Regions from separate parts of the Anser cygnoides genome. Here region 1 is linked to region 2. A link is a contact called in public Hi-C data. All regions are on one chromosome and are shown on one strand. Each heading gives the region's core, a stretch centred on a gene start, on an enhancer-like site or on the middle of the called end of the contact. The rest is flanking DNA. Distances are from core to core; before and after follow the strand shown. Region 1 holds the start of PTRH2 (peptidyl-tRNA hydrolase 2). Region 2 holds the start of LOC136786595 (a long non-coding RNA gene).

Evidence for each region. A called contact is a pair of places that touch in the nucleus more often than the background predicts.
Region 1: a contact with region 2 is called in a Hi-C map of liver, with 1.7 times the contacts expected there. The contact joins the promoter of PTRH2 here to the enhancer-like site in region 2. A contact is called at or near these places in 2 of 7 Hi-C or Micro-C datasets (both in liver).

The regions. Positions count from the first base shown.
Region 1 is chr18:9,832,028-9,837,393 of Taihu_goose_T2T_genome, reverse strand. It overlaps PTRH2 (peptidyl-tRNA hydrolase 2), which reads left to right and starts at 3,866. Exons shown (of 2, transcript XM_048074196.2): 1 at 3,866-3,999; 2 at 4,110-4,829. The coding sequence starts at 4,181. The coding sequence ends at 4,702. It overlaps VMP1 (vacuole membrane protein 1), which reads right to left and starts at 3,914. Exons shown (of 12, transcript XM_048074188.2): 1 at 3,774-3,914.
Region 2 is chr18:9,768,827-9,774,488 of Taihu_goose_T2T_genome, reverse strand. It overlaps LOC136786595 (a long non-coding RNA gene), which reads left to right and starts at 5,422. Exons shown (of 2, transcript XR_010825674.1): 1 at 5,422-5,662. Within about 2 kb of position 1,773, at least 2 of the 3 cell types and tissues checked have open chromatin away from gene starts, as enhancers often do. A contact at or near this core is called in liver, where this site is marked.

The sequences.
Region 1 (5,366 bases), core at 2,617-5,116, 61 kb before region 2:
AGGTAGACCCTCACAGGTGTAACCAGCCGCACTAAGCCAGACAGCTTTACACACCTGCAACACGGTTTTGTTTCAGAGATCGGATGCTCAACGATTTACACAGGGAGTAAGCTCACCGCTCCTCAGCCGAGTAAAGGTTTTGGGAGCACTCTCCTTCAGAGCCCAGCGACTGCCTGCACAAGAACACGTTTAGATAAAGGACGAGACCAGTCCTGTAGTGAAACGTTACGTACCCCTGCAGCTCCGTAAAACCGCGCCACTCTTCACCGCCTCTTCTGTATTCAAAGCCAGCGGAACAGACAACTACGTCCTTAGCTTTGTAGGCACTCAAGACCAAAGTGAGCGCTCTTCCAAACCTTCTGTCCCTACAGAGCAAGGTAACACTGCTCATCACGTGATACAGGACTGCCAGGGTCCCTGACTTGAAGGTTAATAACTTTCCTAAAGCCACGGAAAATATAAAAAGTACCTGCTTTATTTTTCCAGTCCCTTAAGACTCAGGGGAAGCATTCAATTAAAATAAATTAGGACACATCTGAAAGACGTTCGAAATCTCTATAGACGTAGCTATTACGGGCTACTTTCATATGAGTGCATTTATTCCCATCCTAAAAATGTTTTTCTAACTAAAGTAGTTTAATCCCTCAACGGACAGGACAACTAATTCAGTTAAAGACTACAGGTTTCCATTTTGTGGGTTATGCCTCTGTGCACCCGACCTATTTTCCAACTCCTAACCAGACGAAGTTTCAAAAAAAGTCATCTTACAATTTAGAGTTAAAATTTCTGTTTTTCCAAAAAGATTTTGGGACATCTCTTCGGAAAGCACAGACTGATGTTGTCACACGAGCTTCAGGGATGCCACGCTTTTTCTTCTGGGGTTAAGAGAAGTTGTGATTCTGCTGATAAGGCTGCGTATATTGAACTGTTCTCCAGTGAATCTTCTCAAGTGAACCACAAACACTGACGGTTGTCTGTGTAGATCCAGCACTAGAATCAGTTAGTATAATAAAGTCATCACACAACGCATGGGTGGAAAGGCATGAAGACGGCAGCAAAGACAAAATTCAGGTTGCCCAGGTCTTCGCTGCGAGCTCTTGCGGAAAGCTCAAAGGAACTCCTTAAATAAAAAAGAAAACTACAAAACTGGGAACGTGAGCATGGCCAGCACAGCACGCCGTGCCCCAGGGGAGGGCACAGGCCGGGTCTGAGCTCCTTGCTCCTCACGCAGGCGGGCGCAGCAGGCCTAGGGGGCAGATGGCAGCTTAGGGAAGGAGGCAGCTCCTCTAACGGGGACAGAGCTTGCCAGGCTGCTGCAATACCCGGGAAGCGGCTTTCTGAGGGTGGCACATGCCGCTGTGAGGGCATCACGGGAGCCCTCCCTAGTGCTGGGCTGCCCTGCTACCTTCAGTTCCTCAAGCTTCCAGCTCAGCTATATCCATGTCTTGAATCAGGCAGCGCTACAACGCTCCTCGCGTGCTTCACGCCCTCCCTCCAGCAGGGGTTCAGCGAGGAGCACCATCGCAGCACCGACCGCTGCCTCCTGGCGAGGGCACAGTGCGTACGCCCGAGCAGCTCTTCCACCAAAACCCATCACTTGGGAAGAACGGTAGCAGCAGAGAGAAGGGCTTTGAAGAGAGGGCAACGCAGCTCGGGAAAAAATAAAACAACTTAATATTCGGGTGACTAAGCTGACACAGCGTCTTTCACGTCCTTGGTTTCAGAGGGCCATAAGGAAATCCATGCACGTTAACGGCTTGGCAGAGGGTCTGAAGGTGGCAGTCAAGCTCTCATCGGCAGAATCCCCGTGCTTCCAAAAAGCAGGGAGGATAGAAAGGTCACAGGAGCTGTCACAAAACAACGGAGCCTGCACAAAAAGGCCCTGCTAAAATTTAAGCAGGAGAGAACCAAGGGTGAGAAAAATAAGAGTATGAACCCAGCCCTAAGAATCAGCTCCTCGAGCTCCTCCAGCAGCGGCGCAGAGAGCAGTTTGCTCGGAGCTGTGCCCTTATCCTCTGCTCTAGGTGCCGGGGGGGCAGCGTCCCCGCAGCAAGATGCCCGAGCGAGCCCAGCCGTTAAACCACGGTGCTGCTGCTGCTGGAAGAGGCGGCACCGATCGAGTGCAACAGAGACAAAAGGAACAGAGGTACCTAACAAGTCCCAGGGAGAACGGTGGCCGAAGCATTCTCCTGAGACTTCCTCCGCTTTTCACAGGCATTCGCAGCCTCTGCCTCGAAGCAACGCGGTTACACGACGGCTGCCTCGGCCACGCACCGAGAACGGCCTGCCCACGCCGGGTGAAGCACAGGGGCTACTTCGGAGCCTTGCCAGAGAGGAGAACATTTTTTCAACAAGTCAGCAATACACGAGGCTGCCTGCCTCACGTCTTAATGTCCCCCGGGTCTGTCAGGTCAGCGTGACACCAAACCCAGCCAGGTGCTGTCCCGTGTCCCATGCTCGGTGTTGCAACAGCCTCACGGCTGCACCCTTCGCTCCTGTGGGATGGCAAAGTCCAGCCAGCTCACACTTCTCCACATGGCACTGAAGGTAAAGGTCTAACCGAAGGTGATGGCTTCTCTTCACAGCTGAGCCACAAAAAACCTGCTCTGCTCTAACTATTGCTCCTGAAGTGTAGTAGGTTTGGGTTTGTTTTAGAAACAGAACTCAGTAAGAAATAAAAGGAAGTCTCAAAGCACGCATTAACATCCTAACAATAGGTATTCACAGGACGCAGTCAGACAGTTATGACAGATTCCAAGGCTATTCAAAGACAGCCCCAGGAAAAGACTCTTTGAAGTGGGAACAGCGCAGACTTCCCAGCTGAAGGCCAACACCCGCTTCCAGCGCCCTCCCCTTTCTCACTGCCACTTCCCACTTCAAAGCTACCAAGCCCCCTCCTTCCCCCAGAAATCACCAGCACCGTTGATTTCACCTGCTAAGTAGGGCAAGAAGCTCAAATTAACAAGCAGCGCTAACCTCCCACTGCACGACGGCAAACGTGCTATTTCAGACTCTGATCCGAAAGCGCGGGGTGAGGCAATCGTTATAACCATCGCCTATTACCAGTGAGAAATAACAATAACAAAGAGCCCGTCCCGTGCTGTGGAAATAAAAGCAGGCTGACGTTACGAAGCCCCTTTGGCGCGCTCCGAGGAATAAAGGCATAACCTCACAGCCACCCACCTCGGGGCGCTCAGCCCACATCCTTAGCGCTAACTAAAGCAGGGCACCCCCTTGTTGGCGGGCACCGGCTCCGGCAGCACGGAGAACGAGGGCAGGAGCAGAGACCGGTACCGAAGCCGTGCAGCTTCTCGGGGGGATCTCAGGGGTTAACCCCGGTTCCGCAGCGCCACGGCCGCACGCCCGCAGCTCCGCTCCCCTCGGGTCCCCGAAACGCCTCCAAACGCCCGGGCTGCAAAACCGGCGCCCGGCTGCCTCAGGGCGCTCCGTAACCGCCTGGCGGTGTCGGTCGGAGCCGCGGGCGCCAGCCCCGTTCAGCCGCTTCCCTCCCCTCAGGAGGGGCCGCGAGGACCCCCCGGTGCCTTGGGGCCCGCCCGAAGCCGCCCCCCGGCTCCCTCAGGCCGCCCCCAGCCCCTCAGCGGCCGGCCCCGGGGGCTGTTGCCATGGAAACCGCGGGGCCCGGGGCCGGCCTGAGGAGGGACCGGCGGCCGGGAGCGGGTTTGGGGGCGGCGGGGGCGGCTCCACAGCGGCCTGAGGTGCCCCGGGGGAGCCGAGCGACCCCGAGCTCCCCGCCCCCGCCCGCCCGCACTCACCGCGCTGCGCCCCGGCTGCTCCCGCTGGGCCCGGGCCAACCCGGAAGTAGGGAGGCGGAGCCCGCCCGCCCCGCTGACGTCACTTCCTGCGTACCGCACCGCACCGCCCGCTCCCTGTTCCCTCGGGCGCTCTCCGCGGCGGGCGGGGCCCCGCCCCTCGGCGTGCTGGCGTCACTTCCTGGCGACGGCGGCGAGGCCTGGTGGCAGCGTGGAGGCGGCGGCGGCGGTAAGGGGCGGGGGGGGGGAACGGGCGGGGCCGGGCCCGGTTTTAACGGCTCTAACGGGCCCGGCCCGGCCCGGCCCTAACGTCCTCGCTCCCTCCCTCTCTCGTTGCAGGCACCCCCCGGAGCCGCAGCACGGCCGAGCAGCCCCCGGCCGCCCCCCCGCAGCCGCCGCCCGGTGCCGCCATGGAGCAGCTGGGCAAGGCGGGGCTGCTCGGGCTGGTGGCGGGCGTGGCGTGCGGCCTCTGCCTCGGCTGGGGCCTCCGCGGGCGGCTCCTGCGGCACCCCCGGGCCCGGGCGGCGGCGGAGCCCCTGGGCGGAGCGGGGGCTGAGGCGGCGGTGCCCGGGGAGGACGGGGAGTTCAAGCTGGTGCTGGTGGTGCGGAACGACCTCAAGATGGGCAAGGGGAAGGTGGCGGCGCAGTGCTGCCACGCCGCCGTGTCGGCCTACAAGCAGGCGCAGAGGAGGACGCCCGAGGTGCTGAAGCAGTGGGAGTACTGCGGGCAGCCCAAGGTGGTCCTCAGGGCTCCCGACGAAGAGACGCTGATCCAGCTCTTGGCCGAGGCCAGGCGCCTGGGCCTCACCGTCAGCCTGGTGCGGGACGCCGGCCGCACGCAGATCGCCCCCGGCTCCCAGACGGTGCTCGGCATCGGGCCGGGCCCGGCCGATGTGGTGGATCAAGTGTCCGGGCACCTAAAGCTCTTCTGAGCCGGGGCCCAAATAAGCGCCAGCGCGTTGGTATGCGTCAGTACTGAGGGGTGAAATCCAGAAGTTGGGATGATTCCATATGCTCTCAGTAAAAATAAATATCTTTTTTTTTTGTAAAAAACTTAAACTTGCAAAATTTAATGCTGTTTATAAGTTTCTCTAGCTTCTGTATTACATGCTAAAGCGGGAAAGAAAACACTAAGCTGGGTAGAGAGGAGAAGCAGAGCTGAATTTTCCTACCCTAAGCAGGAGGAACCAAGCATTTGTAAGACTTGTGCAGCTGATGATTTAACATTTTGTCTGCTTTATTGACTGGATACAAGCATTAGAGAAGGTTATCTTGTGCCAAAAATAGAAGGTTCCCCTCCACCGTTGCCTTGCACGAGGATATTTTAGATTGATTTTGTAATTCACAACAGCCTGGCTGCCAGAGCAGCTAAAGATTGCCCCATACAGCAGGGGATAGCTGCGGCTAACTTAGTGCAGTTTCTGATCCGGTAACTGATGCAACACCTTGTAACTGGTATGAGATGTATGAGACAGAACAAGTTAAACAGGGTGTACAGCTCAGTGCTTAAGAGCTATAAAAGCTTCTAAAGGGAAGCCGTGCTCCTTTCTGGACAGGGCTGTGTAGCTACTGCATTTACAAGAATGTAAGCACACC
Region 2 (5,662 bases), core at 524-3,023:
ATATTTTCTGAGCCCTGGGGAGCCACCATGTGCCCCCCCCCGCAGCAGGCAGCTCCCAGCCCCATCCCAATTAACCGTCTCCTAATGACTTTCAGAAGCGTGAGGATTTCCTTAATTATACCACGCGTTAGACTGTAATCAAGAAATCAATCCTCGCCGCCGCCCGAAGCGGGGCCGCTCACGTGCAGCCCGCGGCACGCGGGGAGAGGCGAGGTGGCGGACCCAGGCCAGGAGAGATTCGGCCCGTGCTTGGCAGCAGGGCAGCTGCAGCAGCCACCAAAGAGACCCCGGGCTCACAGGTGTGCAGCAGCAAATGCACACGAATGATCTGCGGTGCAAAAAGGGAGCGGGGTGCAAAATAGGGGCGAGGAATGAGCATGTTCGGTGCTTTTATGGATGCAAACCCTGTCCCCCGAGATGGAGGCAGCATCGCCTGCTCATGTGAACGTCCTAAAGAGAAATAGAAAACGCTGGGCTGCTGCGATCGGCTCTAGGATCAGGCAGCATGCACGGTGTCTGTCATCTGACAGAAATAGTGTCTAATTAAATATTAACCTCTGCGTTCAACAACGACACCTGCACGGGTTGATCTTAAAGGACGCCAAGCCCCGTGGCCACACACGAAGCCCGGGCTGGGTGCCTGCGGGGCACAGTCCTGTGCCCTGGGCGGGCCGCTGGGGGTGTAGCAATTAAAAAGGTAAGGAGATCAAACGTTTTCAGTCCTTTGATCTCCAAGTGTGAAATTTGTGGGTTGCTTCCCATGTAGGCCGCGTCTCCATGCAGAGCAAGGGAGTGGGAGAGGAGAAGTTGCCCTTCGCTGCTCACAGGAAGGGTTTTTCTCTCTAAAACGCTAATACGGGAAGCAAAGACGTGATGCAGCAGAAAGATTCAAGGATTCAAGCTAACGAAGTGGGGCAGTGGGAGGGAGGGAGACGGGGCCGACTGCTGAGCTCGCCGGTGCCCACGCAGTGATGAGGACGTGGGGCGGGAGCTCAAGTACCTGCAGCACTTGCGAGATGCTAAAAATAAAAAGCGGCTGCTAAAAATAACGAACGATCAGGAAAAAAACGCTAAACCCCAGAGATCTCCCTGAACTCTGAGGATTAATTTTAATTTCCCTCTAATCCAGGCAAAAATAGCGACGTCGGGGGGCACAGCTCAGCCTGAGGAGGGCTCGCGCTGCCCTGCACGTCCCCAGCGCGGGGCTCCGGGCGCATCCAGACCTGCGCTGCTTCTGCCCGCAGGCCAGAGCCAGGCTGCTACGATACCATACAGCCCCAGCCTGGGCAGGGCTGGGTGCTCTGAGCTCATTTCATGACACAAGCTCAGGCTGGGCGAGGGGAAGTGGCCAGGTGCCTCAGGTTATGGGCCGGGCTTTTTAAAAATGAGATTTAGTGGCACCTTTTGCATTTATTGGGAAGAAAATGACTGGTCGGAGCTAGTTTTCCAAAGAGACATAAAAACTACTAATTCCTAAAACCATATTTAACTCACCGGACATCTCCCTCGCTGCGGGGAGCACTGCTGACTGCCAGTGGAGCTGAATTTGCTTTTGGTGTTCCCTGAACCACCGCACAGAAAGCTGCTGCGCTTCCTGGCACAGGGAACTCTGATTTGGTGCAGGGCATAAATACCGGGGGATACGGCAGCCTGCCCGGCCGGTGCCCGAATCGCTCCCCACGTGTATGGCCCAGGGAGGTGGCTGAGCATCAATAAGTAGAAGCATCACTCCCACCTCACCTTCTGCCTTCAGATGTATGCAAATGTATGCAAACAAGGGGTTGCATGCAGAGCTAGCCCAGGACTTTGCTTGGTGTGGGTGGACACGGGGGGCAGGAGGTGCTCGGGGCTGTTTGCACAGCCAGGGCTCTGCAGTATTTTAAACACTGAGAGCCCCTGATTAGATACAAGGGCTCATGGTCCGAGGTGTGATTTATGTGCGACAGCGCATAAACACCTGGAGCAAGGGCTTTAGAAAGCTGCAGGGCACAGCTGCTCCTCGCACAGCCTGCTCGCTTCCCCCCTTTTTAGTTTAGAGAAAAATAAAAAAATCCAATCTAAGCAATTCCTTACACTCCTGCTTTAAATGTGCTTTCAATTCGAGAGTGACCAGAGAGGTAAGTAAATATTTTTCTGGAAAGGAAATTACATTGTGTTTACACTGAATGCTGTTTGCCGAAGCACTGCCCGGAGTCGAGCTCCAGCCTGCTTAATATTTACCCAGCTGGAGCAGCGGCACAGCAGCATTTGGCAGTGCCAGGCGTGCTACAGCTGAAGCATTCAGCATTTATACCTGTAGGAAGCACTGTGGTTTTGCAAGCTGCAATGCACAAGACCCGGCATCTGTTTGCAGGGTCGTGTGCTTGGGAAGCTGTGAGCCTCGGACAAGGGGCTGCTGTTGTGCCGCGTTTCTGCAGCAATTCAAGGGCAAGATGGATAAGAGCAAAGGTTTAAACCGGGAGGGCCCAGCCCTACAGGCCAGCACCGGTCTGCAGGGCTGCCCACGCAGGTCATAAACCCCACGGGGGCTCGCTTCCCTAATTGCAACTGATTTACAGGACCCTGAAAGCAGTGGCCAAAGTCTAAATATTTTGCTTGGATATGGACAGGGCAAACACACTCACTGCCACGTCGCCAATTCGGGCGACCCCTCGCTGAAGGGCCAGCGATGCCCGCGCTCGCCAGCCTGGAAGGAGCACAAAGCTCTGCCCTCCTCCCAGCAAGGGTCAGCGTTCAGCTCCATGCACTTTGTGCAACAAAAGCCCCTACAGCACCCTGGGAATCGCAGAGCTGTGCTGTGCCTTGTGTTTATCATTGACCAGAGCAGTGTTTTTGCCTGTTTTGGCAATTTCAGCTGTAACCCAGAACACGTCAAACTCCACAGTTTAAACAGTCGCTCCTTGCTTAAGCAGCCAACTCCTTTTTGTTCCTTTTTGATCACCCCAATGGGGAATTTAATAATGCATGAACAAAAAGGAAAAGCAGGAGATGGAGGATGTAAAAGTGCCGGACACCAGTGGGCTCCTCACCCTGGGCCAGTTCCTGCCCGCAGGACGAAGCCGCTCACGCTGCTTCGAACGGGTGCAGCGGGAGCAGCCGGGGACGGAGCCGAGCTCGAGGCACAGCGAGGTCCTGGCCCCATCTGCGTGGCCAGGGGACGCTGCCCCAGTGCCCCGGTGCTGAGCCCCGTTTCCTTGGGGTGCAGCTGGGGGCTCTGCGGACCGACAGGACACGCTCCAGATCTGCGCCTCCGAGCCTTTAATCAGCTTTCACCTGGGATTAGCCCAAATGTTTCCAGTCTCTGGTTCGAAATAGGTTTTCTCGCTGTTGGGCAGCTAATCTGAAGTAAATGCTCCCCTCCGTCAGCCAACATCTCCAGCAATGGCTTTGCCCTGAGGCTTGAACCCTGCCCATTTCCTAGATTTTTCTGATTGAGAAGCCAGGACATGGGATGCAGAGGCGGACCTTCAGAGCTGGGCTGCAGTGGGGACCACAGGTACAAAGAGCACAGCCAGCCCACTTCACTGCAGGCCGGGGACGCCAGGTTTGGCAGAAGGGATGGAGCTCAGGATCTAACGGAGCAGGGGCCGGGCTCCGTCCTGTCCCTCTGGAGCAGGGGCAGCCCACCGGGGTGTCAGGAAGTGAGCCGAGCTGCCAGCTTTGGGGTACAGCCAGAGACAACCACTACATCGGGCTGTTCACTCGGCCAAAGGAGTTGCTCTAGACCCACTGTTTGTTAAGGAAAGAAATCAAAATTATTATTATTATTATTTTTGGCTTTAAAAGTGTTATTGGATCCTGTGCTTTCACATAGCCTGTCCCCAACCTGTGAGAAATCTGGGCTACACCATGAAGCCAGCACTTGTGCAAGTTGTGGCTTGTCCGTCTGTCCGTCAGCAAGAGATCATTTCTGCTTGACTCCTGTGGAAGAAGAAGGAAGCTGGACAATCCCCTTGTTTGGCTGAGGCTGCCGGGAATAGGAGAGGAAGCGAGGAGGGGGGACCATGGCCCCATCTGCAGGGCAGGAGCCCCCAGAGCAGAGAGCTCCCGAAAACCCCCGGATCAAGCTGACAACCCCTGGCTTTCAGGGACACCCAGTGGGTGGGAAGGGACGTGTGAGCAGTCACGGCTGTAAACGCCGGGCGTGACGTAGCTGCGACTAAACGAGTGGCATTAAATAAATGGCATTGCTGCCCTGCTGATGGCTCAGGTGCCTGCAGCAGTGGAGGAGCCGTGTAGCTGCAGCAGCTCCATGGGTGCGGGAGCTCATCCCCACCGGGCACCGGTGTTCGAGAGGTGGAGTTCACCCTCACAGCCCTGCCCGCGGGATCCACGTGAACGATTGCCCCTATCACAGCCCCTGCACGGCTTTCTGATTTGAAAGGGTGCTTCTGCGCTGCGAGAGAGCTCGCAGAAAAGCAGGAAACATGGGCACTGGGAGGCCAGGCACAACCTCTCCTCCTTCATGAGGTAATTTAATAATGCCGGCAAGACACAGGCACTGTAGCGCTGCCAGAAGCAGCACAGGCCGCACAGCGCCACGCCACGCATCTGGGTGACACGAGTGATGCCTTGAGCGCAGGCCTGCCCACATTGCACCCACAGGAAAACACCTCGAAATCCCCCAAAACAGCACCAAGGCCCAGCTAGCAGGCAGACCCAAAGCTCTGCGCTTGGAAGGTGCTCGGGAGCTGGTTTGAGGAAGAAATCCGAGCTCAAACGAACAACAACAAGCAACAGAGGCCCATCCCCGTGACAACATGGCCCTGGGCAGGGGAGCTGGCCTGGGCCATGGCCACGAAACCCGTCCTGGGATGGGGCCCGAGGTGCAGAGCCCGGCAGCGCCCGGCACAAGTAGGCCCTGATTCCTCTGGCAACCATCAAAACGTGGGGCCGGGGAGGCCGCGATGGGCACAGCTGCGTTTCCTCAGGGCTTCCTCAGGCCCGCCGAGGAGGGGCCCTCGATTTCTGCCCTGAAACCTTCACAAAAATAGCACAATTATGGGAAAAGCCTTGTCCTAGTGGAAAAGAAAACACCAGCCTGAGCCTGATGAGGAAGCGGAGCTATATAAAAGCACGCTCCTATATTTTTCTGTTATTTCTGTAAAGCATCCAAAAACTTGCACAGAATTTCTTTACCAAGGGCACACGTTTCCACAGGGCGAGGCTGGGCCCCTGGGGAAGCCTTTTTTATATTTTTTTTCCCCCAGCCTTTTACTTCACCTAAGCAGAAGTTTCCATACAAGGAGAACAAATCGAGGGGCAGCTCCCGCCGCAGCTGCCTGGGGCCTGAGCCACACTTAATGGGGCGCATTGGGACATCTCCTTGTGTTTTTTTTTTTACAGAAAACACTGGAATTTTCAGCTGAACCCAAAATTTCGGAGGATGCAAAGTGTTTCCTGTGAGAGAGGGGAAAAAAGAAAATTTCAGCTTTTAGCAGTTTCTCACACCACCATTCTGCTTTTGACATCTTCCCCTTTTTCACCGACAGCACCAACATTTTTTTGGAGCCTGCTCAAAGCGGCACCCAAGCGCCGCGGGTGCAAGGGGGTGGTGTTACCGTGTTGTCCCCAGCAAAGGCTCCTGGTGCCACCTGGCCTTGCTGGGCACCAGCACTGCCCTGCCCCAAAACCCACACCAAGAGGCCGAGGAAACCTCTCT